Regions from separate parts of the Bombyx mori genome. Here region 2 is linked to region 1. Evidence: chromatin contacts called from public Hi-C data. All regions are on one chromosome and are shown on one strand. The core of a region is the stretch at or near the end of the contact, and the rest is flanking DNA. Distances in the headings are between cores, read along the strand shown.

Evidence for each region. Hi-C and Micro-C count contacts between places; a contact is called where the count stands out from the background.
Region 2: a Hi-C map of whole pupa shows a contact between it and region 1, with 3 times the contacts expected there. The contact joins the enhancer-like site here to the promoter of LOC101746842 in region 1. A contact is called at or near these places in 3 of 7 Hi-C or Micro-C datasets (an unstated tissue and whole pupa).

Annotation. Positions count from the first base shown.
Region 1 is chr17:6,801,080-6,806,110 of ASM3026992v2, forward strand. LOC101746842 reads left to right here and starts at 2,527. Exons shown (of 9, transcript XM_004925816.5): 1 at 2,527-4,866. The coding sequence starts at 4,696. LOC733018 (NADH dehydrogenase (ubiquinone) 1 beta subcomplex 10) reads right to left here and starts at 30. Exons shown (of 4, transcript NM_001047013.1): 1 at 1-30.
Region 2 is chr17:6,848,062-6,852,978 of ASM3026992v2, forward strand. LOC101746842 reads left to right here. Exons shown (of 9, transcript XM_004925816.5): 6 at 1-2; 7 at 2,093-2,296; 8 at 4,357-4,490. Among protein-coding and RNA genes, the nearest start is that of LOC134200433, 5.6 kb to the left of the region's middle. Within about 2 kb of position 2,235, at least 1 of the 8 cell types and tissues checked has open chromatin away from gene starts, as enhancers often do.

The DNA of each region.
Region 1 (5,031 bases), core at 1,277-3,776:
AATTTTATTAAATGTTATTTGTCTTCTCGCCCCTTCTCTCATCTGTCAGTTTTGACAGCTGTCATCTCGTTTCTCGCTTTAGTTTCATTTGACTATCGGATAGGCACAGGAAAATACACCCCAAACAGGTAAACCTTAATAACAAAGAGACAGCTCATTTCTATTGTTCCAATTCCCGCCAAAAAGTCCAGCCGTGTATTTATCAGTAATTTTGTCAAAAAAACTATATCAAGAATCATCCTGCAGTGACGTTGCTATACCATCTGAGGCCCGTGGCAAATCGGATGAGGCCCCAACATAAAATGATAGCGTTGTAATTAAATGTTAATAAAGTAACGAAGTAGTTAGGTACGCAACAGTATTACTGTGTACATTAGTTAAACGTACAAATTCTAAAATGAAGTTTCGTCATACGATTTCATAAAGCGTTTAAATCATATTAATTAATTTTAATTTGTATACGATCTATAATCATAATTAAATATAATTGGTTTTAAGACATTATGTTAAATATCTTTTTTTAAGTATATTTTGTTCAATATGTTACTTTATTTTATGGCCATGGCTTTTCCCAGTCCCGCCACCCTATATTTATTCCATATTATGGAGGGATGAGCTATTTTCAATAATATTATGCTTAAAATTTGTCACAAAATAATATTATTGTACAGTCTATGCTCTTAATTTTTGGCAGAATGTTGGGCCGCCAACTTCGCCAAGTGCTTGTTCTATGCGTATTCATTCTGCGGAGATTAGAATGAAAATGATGGTGAGGAATAAGTACCTATAAATAATAGTTTTTTCTATTGTTCCCTCTGTGCCTTCCTAACCCATTAATCCGATTGTGCCAAATTTTATTAATGCTGTCTAGTCAAGTCAAGGGGAGGTTTCTAGTATTATATGTCATATTTTTCAGAGAAATTCTACTTAACTAGGAATTGGAATGGAATTTGGCGTTTGCCGGGACTGTTAATACATTAAAATTTTGCTTTGTAGCGCTAGCAAACAATTCGCCGTTGCTATCGTCAGTCGGTATACACAAATAATTTAGCTATATATTATTCTGGTCATAATTAAACTTTTTTTTGATATTTCCATACATATTCTTTTTTTTATTTTTTAAATAAAAAAATAAAGAAATATTTACTAACAATCACGCCACGTTAACTAGTCCCGTGATAAGTTCGTAAAGAACTTGTGTTACAGGTACCAGATAACGGAAATAAATGTAAGATTTTTATTATACACATTCATATATTTAATATACATCCATAACCCTGGAAAATACATTTATATTTATCATACAAATATCTTCCCTTGGCGGGATCCGAGCCCGCGACCCCCTTGTGTAGTGACCATGTCACTTACCACTACACCAGACGGCCGTTAAATAATAGATATAAATATTACTTATAATTACATATAAATCAATACTTTTTTTCTCAAACAGCATTTATCTTTTATTCAAATTTTCCATTTGCATTCCGTTTAGAGGGATAAAATGGCGTTTTCCATTACATTCGACTACAGCGTTGCAGCGCCTTAATAACTATCCACGTACTGACGAATATTTAAGCTGGGTGACCACGCCACATTAATAAACTAAGGATATCTTAGTTTACTTTAGTTACTTCCACAGTGTCATGTCCTATGGCATTTTGCTATGGGGCAATGCGGCCGATGTAGAAATGATATTTATTCTGCAGAAAAGAGCTATACGTGCTATTTATAACATGCACTCAAGGGAATCCCTGAGGGAAAAAATTAAAGAAATTAAAGTTCTCACTATGCCATCCCAGTACATCTTTGAAAATTTGATGTATGTTCGTAAACATATTGAGGAGTTTCCTAAAATGTCGGACATACATAATAGAAATACTAGGAACAAACACAAGCTTGTTGTGCCGAGGAGTAGGTTACATAAGATACGAAATTCATTCGGGTGTTTGTCTGTGCGCCTGTACAACAAAATCCCACAAGATGTTCAGAACCTACATATACATAGGTTTAAGAAAACTATTAAAGAACATCTGTGCAATAAAGTTCACTATAAGGTCAATGATTATCTAGAAGATTGCACAAAGTGGGAATGAGTTGCTCGCTCCGGGCATTTCAATATTGTAATAATTGTTATGTTATTATACTCATGTGAAAATGAATATTAAAAAAAAACTAATATTAAAAAAATAGTCTAATATTAAAAGAAAAAAAAAACATGCCCGCTGAGTTTCTTGCCAATTCTTCTCCGGACGGAGGCCAGTTCTTGTGAATTGGCGATAGTTCTTTTGACGTTCAACAAGTATGTACTTTCATTTATGTGGAATAATTTTTTTTTGATTTGATTTGATTTGACTTACTAGGCCTGCCGCTAGGCGCTTCACCGCATGTAAAACTGACAATGCTACCCCTTCTTTACCTTTTTGTTTATTCTACTATGTTTCTGGAGAGGAATTTCATGTTGGATAAGGATAATTTAATGTTACACGTTGGGGCTGGGGATAAATAAAACTTTCACTGAAGTACAAAGTAAAACTATAATATTTATCGCACAAGGAATACTTTACATATCGCAATTCACTTCTTCTGCTTCGTTTCAGGTGATCCGTTCGCTGTTTCGCTTCGAGAAGAACCGATTACTAGTTGCCTTCGTGTCTCTCTTCTCTACAACGCGTTTATAGTCGACACGACAACTCTATAATTATCGAGAACATTCCCCACAAGGCGAATCGTTTCTATATACCTATGTGTTTCCGCTATGTGATAATAGATAGCGTTACACTTCTCAAGCGTTCTCGATATTACTAGTACTTTTAATATTCGTTTCTGCTATTCTCCGACACATGGCGCCACTCTTAACGGCGTTACATTAATCATATTTTAGATAATTTATTTACGATATGAACTGAAATATCTGCTTATGCTTAATGCTGTAAATTTCAACTAAACTTTAAACGGATATTGATTTAAAAATTGACACGTTGAACGCTACATGAAAAATAGAGTATTTTCATTCAGGCCACGGGGCTTACCGGTATGCGTTATCTTACTGAGCTGTTCGGGCAATGATGGTCACCCGTGAGATACGTGAGGGTTCTAAAGTAAACACTTCCTACAACAAGCCTTAGATTGCAACTATCAAACAAAACGCGCATGGAAGTGAGCCCCGTGGCCCTTTAGCTGAACCGAACGCCTAGGTTTTCAAATCGAATAGAAAGTTGTAGTTCTTATCAAGATTATGGCCTTTTAAAATAACTTAAAAACTAGACGATAAAAGTCGCTAATTTTTATCTTCCGAGCAAATGATCTCGGTTAATGATAAATATTACTGATTCCCTTGATTTTGGCTTGGCCTGATTGGTATATAGTACACTCTAGGCCCACCGGTGGGCGGCATGGCGTTCAACGTGTTAATCAAATCAAATGTTGTTGCTCTAGACCCAGACCTCGTGTGACTAGGTCTATGTTTACTGAAAAATAAAGTTCACTTCACCAAGAGTGACAAAAAAGTGTTATCAGAACGCGTTCACATATCCAGTTACATCAAATTTTATAAAATAATGATGATATTATATTCTTTGGATGTCAGTGTTGCAAATGTAACCCTTTGAAATATTTATTCGTACATACTTTGTATACTTGTACACATTTAATAATGGTAAAAATTTACATATAAATACATTATAATTACCTACCTAGTTAACGGGTCAGTAACAAAATAGAAGATCAAAAAACTTTTTTTATCATATTTTAGCTTAATAATCATACATACAAACAATAGGATTACACATATTGCTAAATATGCCAAATATCTGAAGGCGTTTTCAATCATCAATGATAAATCACAAATAATTAGAAGATAACGAAGATAACTATCATTTGTTTGAAGCTTTAATTCTAATATTTTCCCTGGTCAATTGAAAGTCGAAATTAATGAAGTTTTTCGTTTACTCTAATATTGAAAGCTACCTCTCTCTATATCTACCTACACAACTGCTTCAGTCAAATGCAAATTCAAATCAATCCATCCGGATTTAATAGCCTCGCATTGCTTGTTCAGTGTCGTATAGATAAAGTACATTAAAACACATCACATGGAAATGCCGCCTAACTAATGTAATCCTTAGAGTTCTGCAATTTTTACTAGGATACTTACATTGAACGGATTTATAACACATTGAGCGTGGGGTTGAGGCACGCGTGCGCCCTATGTTTCTACCATTCGGGTTGCTAGACGGCTTCATCGTCGAATTATAGTGGAAATTTTGAGAAGAACAGAGTTGCTTATTCAATTTAAAGTACGCTTAACGCATCCGTTTTAGTACTGTTTGTTTTAGAAACTTATTATTTAATTTTATCTCTTTATACTGACAATTTCTTTTACTTGAAGTATGTTAGTTCCGATTAGTTCCGAAGAGTTATTTTGACGTCGTGTTCGTTGTAGTAATGATCATATGGTATCATGCAACCCGAAGTTTGAAGGAGAAGTGTTGTCAGTCGAACATTGAGAGTTCCCTGTTCCGCAGCCGCCAGTCTGGGGGAAGGCGTCGTGTTGTGAGTGTTGTGACGCGGGCCTTCGTCACAGTTAGTGGTATGGCGCTTCGGTCCCAGGCTGTGATGACTCAGTAGTCAGTAGCGTGGCGCGCGTGTTAGCGGCCGCTTTTCGTCCAGTGCCCATGTGATATTAATGTCGGCACGATGAAGTGGAGAGCGCGCGCGATATCTTCTCGCGCCAAAGAACGCGCCAATATCAGTTTCTTCATCTTCATCATGTTCTTTGCGGTGTTCGGTGTCATAGTGCTTACTGAATTGTTACTCCTGGAGCGACCCAACGAACCCGCTCGGACTCGCTACAATGAAGACATGCAGGTCAGAATAACGAATTAGCGAATCGATTATGAAAGTACAGGATAAACCTGTTATCTATGTATTTGTGCCAGTAGTTTATTAGTAATAAGATCTGTCTGTACCTACAGAACATTATGATTATGTATCTATTAAATTAATTTGATTGTTGATAGTGTTAAGTGGGTA
Region 2 (4,917 bases), core at 985-3,484, 47 kb after region 1:
AGGTGAGGCTGGGTTATTCGTTGGATTATATAAAAAGGCAAACTGTGAATTCAGCCATTCAACAAACGCGACTTTTCTGTTTTGTCTTATAAGAGTGGTATAGAATGTATTAGCGTATGGTTTCGCACCTCTCCTAGTCTTGATTGTAGCTGGTTTTTAGGGTTAAAATTCACTTGTATCATTTCAGCTTAAACCCAATACAAAGACGCTGCCAGATCTCGAAATACTGTTATTTTTATGTTTAAACAAATTTTCGGTGGGTACTTTGCTAAATAGTAAAATTTCTACTTATAACCAATAATGTACATTTATAGTTTTCGCTGATGGTAGGGCGTATTATGAGTGCATTGGAATAGGTACAACCGTTCCGCCTATATCTACCACGAAGCAGTATTGTGTTCCTATTTGAAGAATAGGAAGGTTGTTAAAAAAAAAAATTCAACCCCAGACTTCCTGTTTGTCCCGTCAAGACAATAACCACTTAACACTGTATAACCTAATTCATTTTCTAACAAAAACAAAAAAAAAAATACATAGCTATCGAAAAATGCACAGTTTTTAAAAAAGTCGTATTTTATTAAATGAAAACAAACAATGAGATTAATTAAAGTAGTAAAAGCAGCATTAATTGTTATAACTTTAGAGAGGAAGCGCGCTCTAATTTGTCCATACAAACATATCCCTCTTGTTTCCTTCCTAGATAATGACCTTAGAACAAAAAAAATATTTTGTCATACTATCTGCACAGTTTAACCATTAACAATGTTACAATAAAATTAAAATAGATACATCAATTTTATCGTTGAATTTCGAGTCAAGTCATTGTTATTTCACAATGTATTGTGTATTCGCGTTTTGGCGCCAATCTTTGTTAAATGCTATTTTAATATTAAAATTGAGTAGGGCGATAAAGAACACTTAATTGCTGTGAAAAATACACAAAGTAGATATCGAGTTGAATACGTTTTTTGGAACTCGCCATCGGCTCGGTATTAGTCGATAGTCGAATGTTTGTGTACCTGACTTTTGATAGAGACAATGAAATATCCTCTGCTTGTGACAGAAATTCGCTTAGGTATTAAGTAGTCAGATATTCAGAGACGAAAACGAGAGAGCGAGCGAGTGAGTGAGAGCGAACGAGAGCGCGAGCGAGTGAGAGTTAGAAATAGAAAGGCGCGAGGTCGCAATTCGGACAGGCGATTAAAGTGACGTAGGAACGAATCCGAAGAGATTGTGTTAGAAATTAAATATTACCTACATTTTGTATTGAAATCATTTCAATTTGCAGCTTATAAGACGCATTGGTTATTACTTAGCCGTTATTATAAAAATAATTAAGCTTTTAAAATCAAAAGTAATTCTAAGGCACACAAAGGGATGTAAAAGAGTGTCTAGTCTTATGTACTAAAGTAAGATTTAATTAAGCAGACCGACCCAATTTATCCTCAAAGCCCTACAACATATTCTCGATTAGTCATTCCAATCCAACTTTAGTGATTGTTAGCTGAGGTGTTGGCTATGCAAGTGACACGTGTATATTTTTTCCCAAGAGATATTCTATGTATCGGTCAATGTATAATATCACGATAGAATTCTGAAGACTGTGATGATTAAGACTCTTAATAACAATTTCTTTCAGCAATACTCGATCCACATAGGAGTGGCTGAAAATACTTTTCCAAATTAATCCAATGGAGATCGTTCTAATGAGATTTACATTTTAAAATGCTGTTATAATGATGTAAAAACTAACGCATGCTTTCATCAGATAAAAAAAACTGTTTTTCTACCATATCAACCATATCATTTTAAGAATGAAACGCATTACTCGATCCACATAGGAGTATACCTATATCCATAAATACTTCCACAAATTTATAATCGTAGTTTCTTTTTTTCTTTTCCTTTCATCCCATAATGATTTTACAGAATATATACTTATAATTTTTATGTGACCAAATCACTCCATTTTACTATAACGTTATCGTTACCAGTAATAAAATTATTCAAGTATTCTAAGCGTATTCAAGTAAGCTTATTTAAGTATTTCCGCATTCCCGTTCGCTCCTGATTGTCTATCGATCGAATGCAGGACGACAAGGAGGCGACGGCGCCGCTTACGACGGCTCGCAAGACGCGCCGCTGGGCGACGCCGCACGCGCTCAAAAACCGCAGCAAGTACGCGCTCCGGCCGCGCGACGCCGTCGAGCTCGGGAACCACTTCCTGTGGGAGCTCGCGCCGGGGGCCAGCTCCGTCGGCGTGCCCACCGACAGGGCCTTGCTCCACCACTATAGGGTAAGACATACCAGACTTCCATAATATTCATCAGCTTACCTTTACGTATTTAAATTGTATCTCTTCAATGAAGGAGCGTTACGTATTTGACCAGTGCTGTTGGATTGGATATTTCAACTTTTGAACTGTGAATGTTTCGTAATAATAATAGTAAACCGCAAAATACCGACTGAATCTTTTTCAAAGTTTCTTATTTGGAAGAGATCACTTATAGCGATGATACAGCCCATAAATGATGACACAGCCCGCAGATGATGTGATCCGGTGTAGCAAAGGACCACGTCTTGTAAGAAAACGCGTACTTAACGCGTATTCACGAACGACTTTCACGCTGAAAGCAACAGTTCAGCTGGTGTTGAGTGGTTTTCGGAGCCCACAGAGGACCCAATGTGGATACCGCTTCCCAGTTTGTGACGTGAGAACGACAATTTGTCTAACAATTGTATAGTATAACTGTTGTCTCACTCAAATGAAAGGCATGGTTGCTTCGTGGCATAAAATAAGTAAGCTGGTTTGGCTAGGGCAGAATTTGTCGCTGCTGCAGAGAGTTGGGCATAATCGCATCATTATTTACGAGTCGGCCTTTAGGTTATGATGACATCAAAATTAGTGAGGAAAAAAATTTTTTTTTTCTCCAAATAAATATGTTAGTTGTTTTCCCGTCATCTACTAGGTATTTCATTGTTTTTCTCTTATTGTGTAGCTTTAAGAAAATAGCTGCATGTTGTATTTAATTAACTCGGCAATCTTATTTTAAGTGGGTAAATAGTAAATAGAAATTTATAAAGCAGATTAATAAATCTGCTACTGAAATTTTGATACAATAGTAGTGACTACAAATCACTAATAAAACATTTCTTTTTGGTCATTTGTGATAAAACTGTAATTTGTTCTCTTCGTTTTTTTTGCGAGGCGCAGCCATAATTGATCCAACCTCAACCAATTAAATGTCAAATATATTATGTTCGTTTTATTATTACCGCCGTTTCAATTACAATTGTACCATTATTAGTTATTCCAAACGTCAAATTAAATTGAAATGATTTTTTTTTATTGCTTAGATATGTGGACGAGCTCACAGCCCACCTGGTGTTAAGTGGTTACTGGAACCCATAGACATCTACAACGTAAATGCGCCACTCACCTTGAGATATAGTTCTAAGATCTCAGTATAGTCACAGCGGCTGTCCCACCCAGAAATAGGCGGAGCGGTGGTACCTACCCGTGCGGAGTCACAAGAGGTCCTACCACCGGGAAATTGTTCTAATTATGTCCACGGTGAACTAATAATATGTCAGCGCATTCGTATAACACCATTTTCATAATTAAAAGTACTTTTACTGTCTGAAATTAAACGTAAAAGTCAAGAAATTATTTTACAAGTAAATTGACGGTAGTTCGCACAATATTCAAATGTCGACGACGAACAACGCTTCTGTCGTGCGTGGCCATGCAAAACTGTAAACTATTCGAAAATTCGAAAATAATATGACGATAAAAAAGGCGATTTTAAACTGTAAAAGTACTCTTAATTATTTCTTCGACGCGCTTTTTTCTTTACCGATTCCGATGACCTCGAGAGGTCATATTAGGTTCATCGAACGAGTAGGTGAGCTCGCGGGGTCCTAATCTGTGTAAAGCTATAAGCTTCCCTTCGTTTGCTGCTAGGGGCACTTTTCCAACTCCATACAAATATGAGTTACTGTGATAGGACCACAGTAACTTATTACTTGTGGTAGGACCTCTTGTGAGTCCACACGGGCTGGTACCACCACCCTGCCTATTTCTGTCGTGAAGCAGTAAAGCGTTTGAAGGATGGGGCAGCCGTTGTAACTATGCTGAGACCCTAGAACTCATATCTCAAGGTGGGTGGCGGCATTTACGTTGTAGATATCTATGGGCTCCGGTAACCACTTAACACTAGGTGTGCTGTGAGCTCGTCCACCCAACTATGCAAAAAAAAGTTAACTTTTACGCGATCGAGAAGTTAATGAACTCGCTCTAAGCACACTGGTGTTACGACGCGCGCTAACCCGATGATAACACCATCGCTTTTTCAGATCGCATGCGAATTCGGCGGCATGAACTGTCTGACGGTCCCGTCCACCGTGGACCGAACCGCGCACCGGTGGACCGACGAGCTCCAACAGAGGATAAACACCGAGAGGAAAAGCTTAACCATCGCCTGCCCTACGTAAATACACAAAGAAAGGTTAAAAAAAAAACAATCGAATAGTTCTAATTCCCTGTCAGGGCTGCGCCGAAGTGATAAATATAAAAGAAAGAATTAAACACGTTTCAAAACTTCATAAAAGACTTAAAGGACTAATTTATCAGTGGCGAATCTTTTTATTTTTTTATTTAGCTAATCTAAGATGAAGCGATACAGTTATATATGCTAAATAATATTTGAATGTTTCTTGATGTGTAATGTCATATACGTAGGTAGGGACTTCGATTTTAATGTGACTTAAGGTCTTTTTTACACACATTCGGGTTTTTAAACGATACCGTGTCGGTACGCGAAAATACATTTAAAAAAACAATGAATTCAACCACACTTAATAATATATTAATCATTATGAGATGTATAATGCATGTGCGTATCAATTTAGGATGAC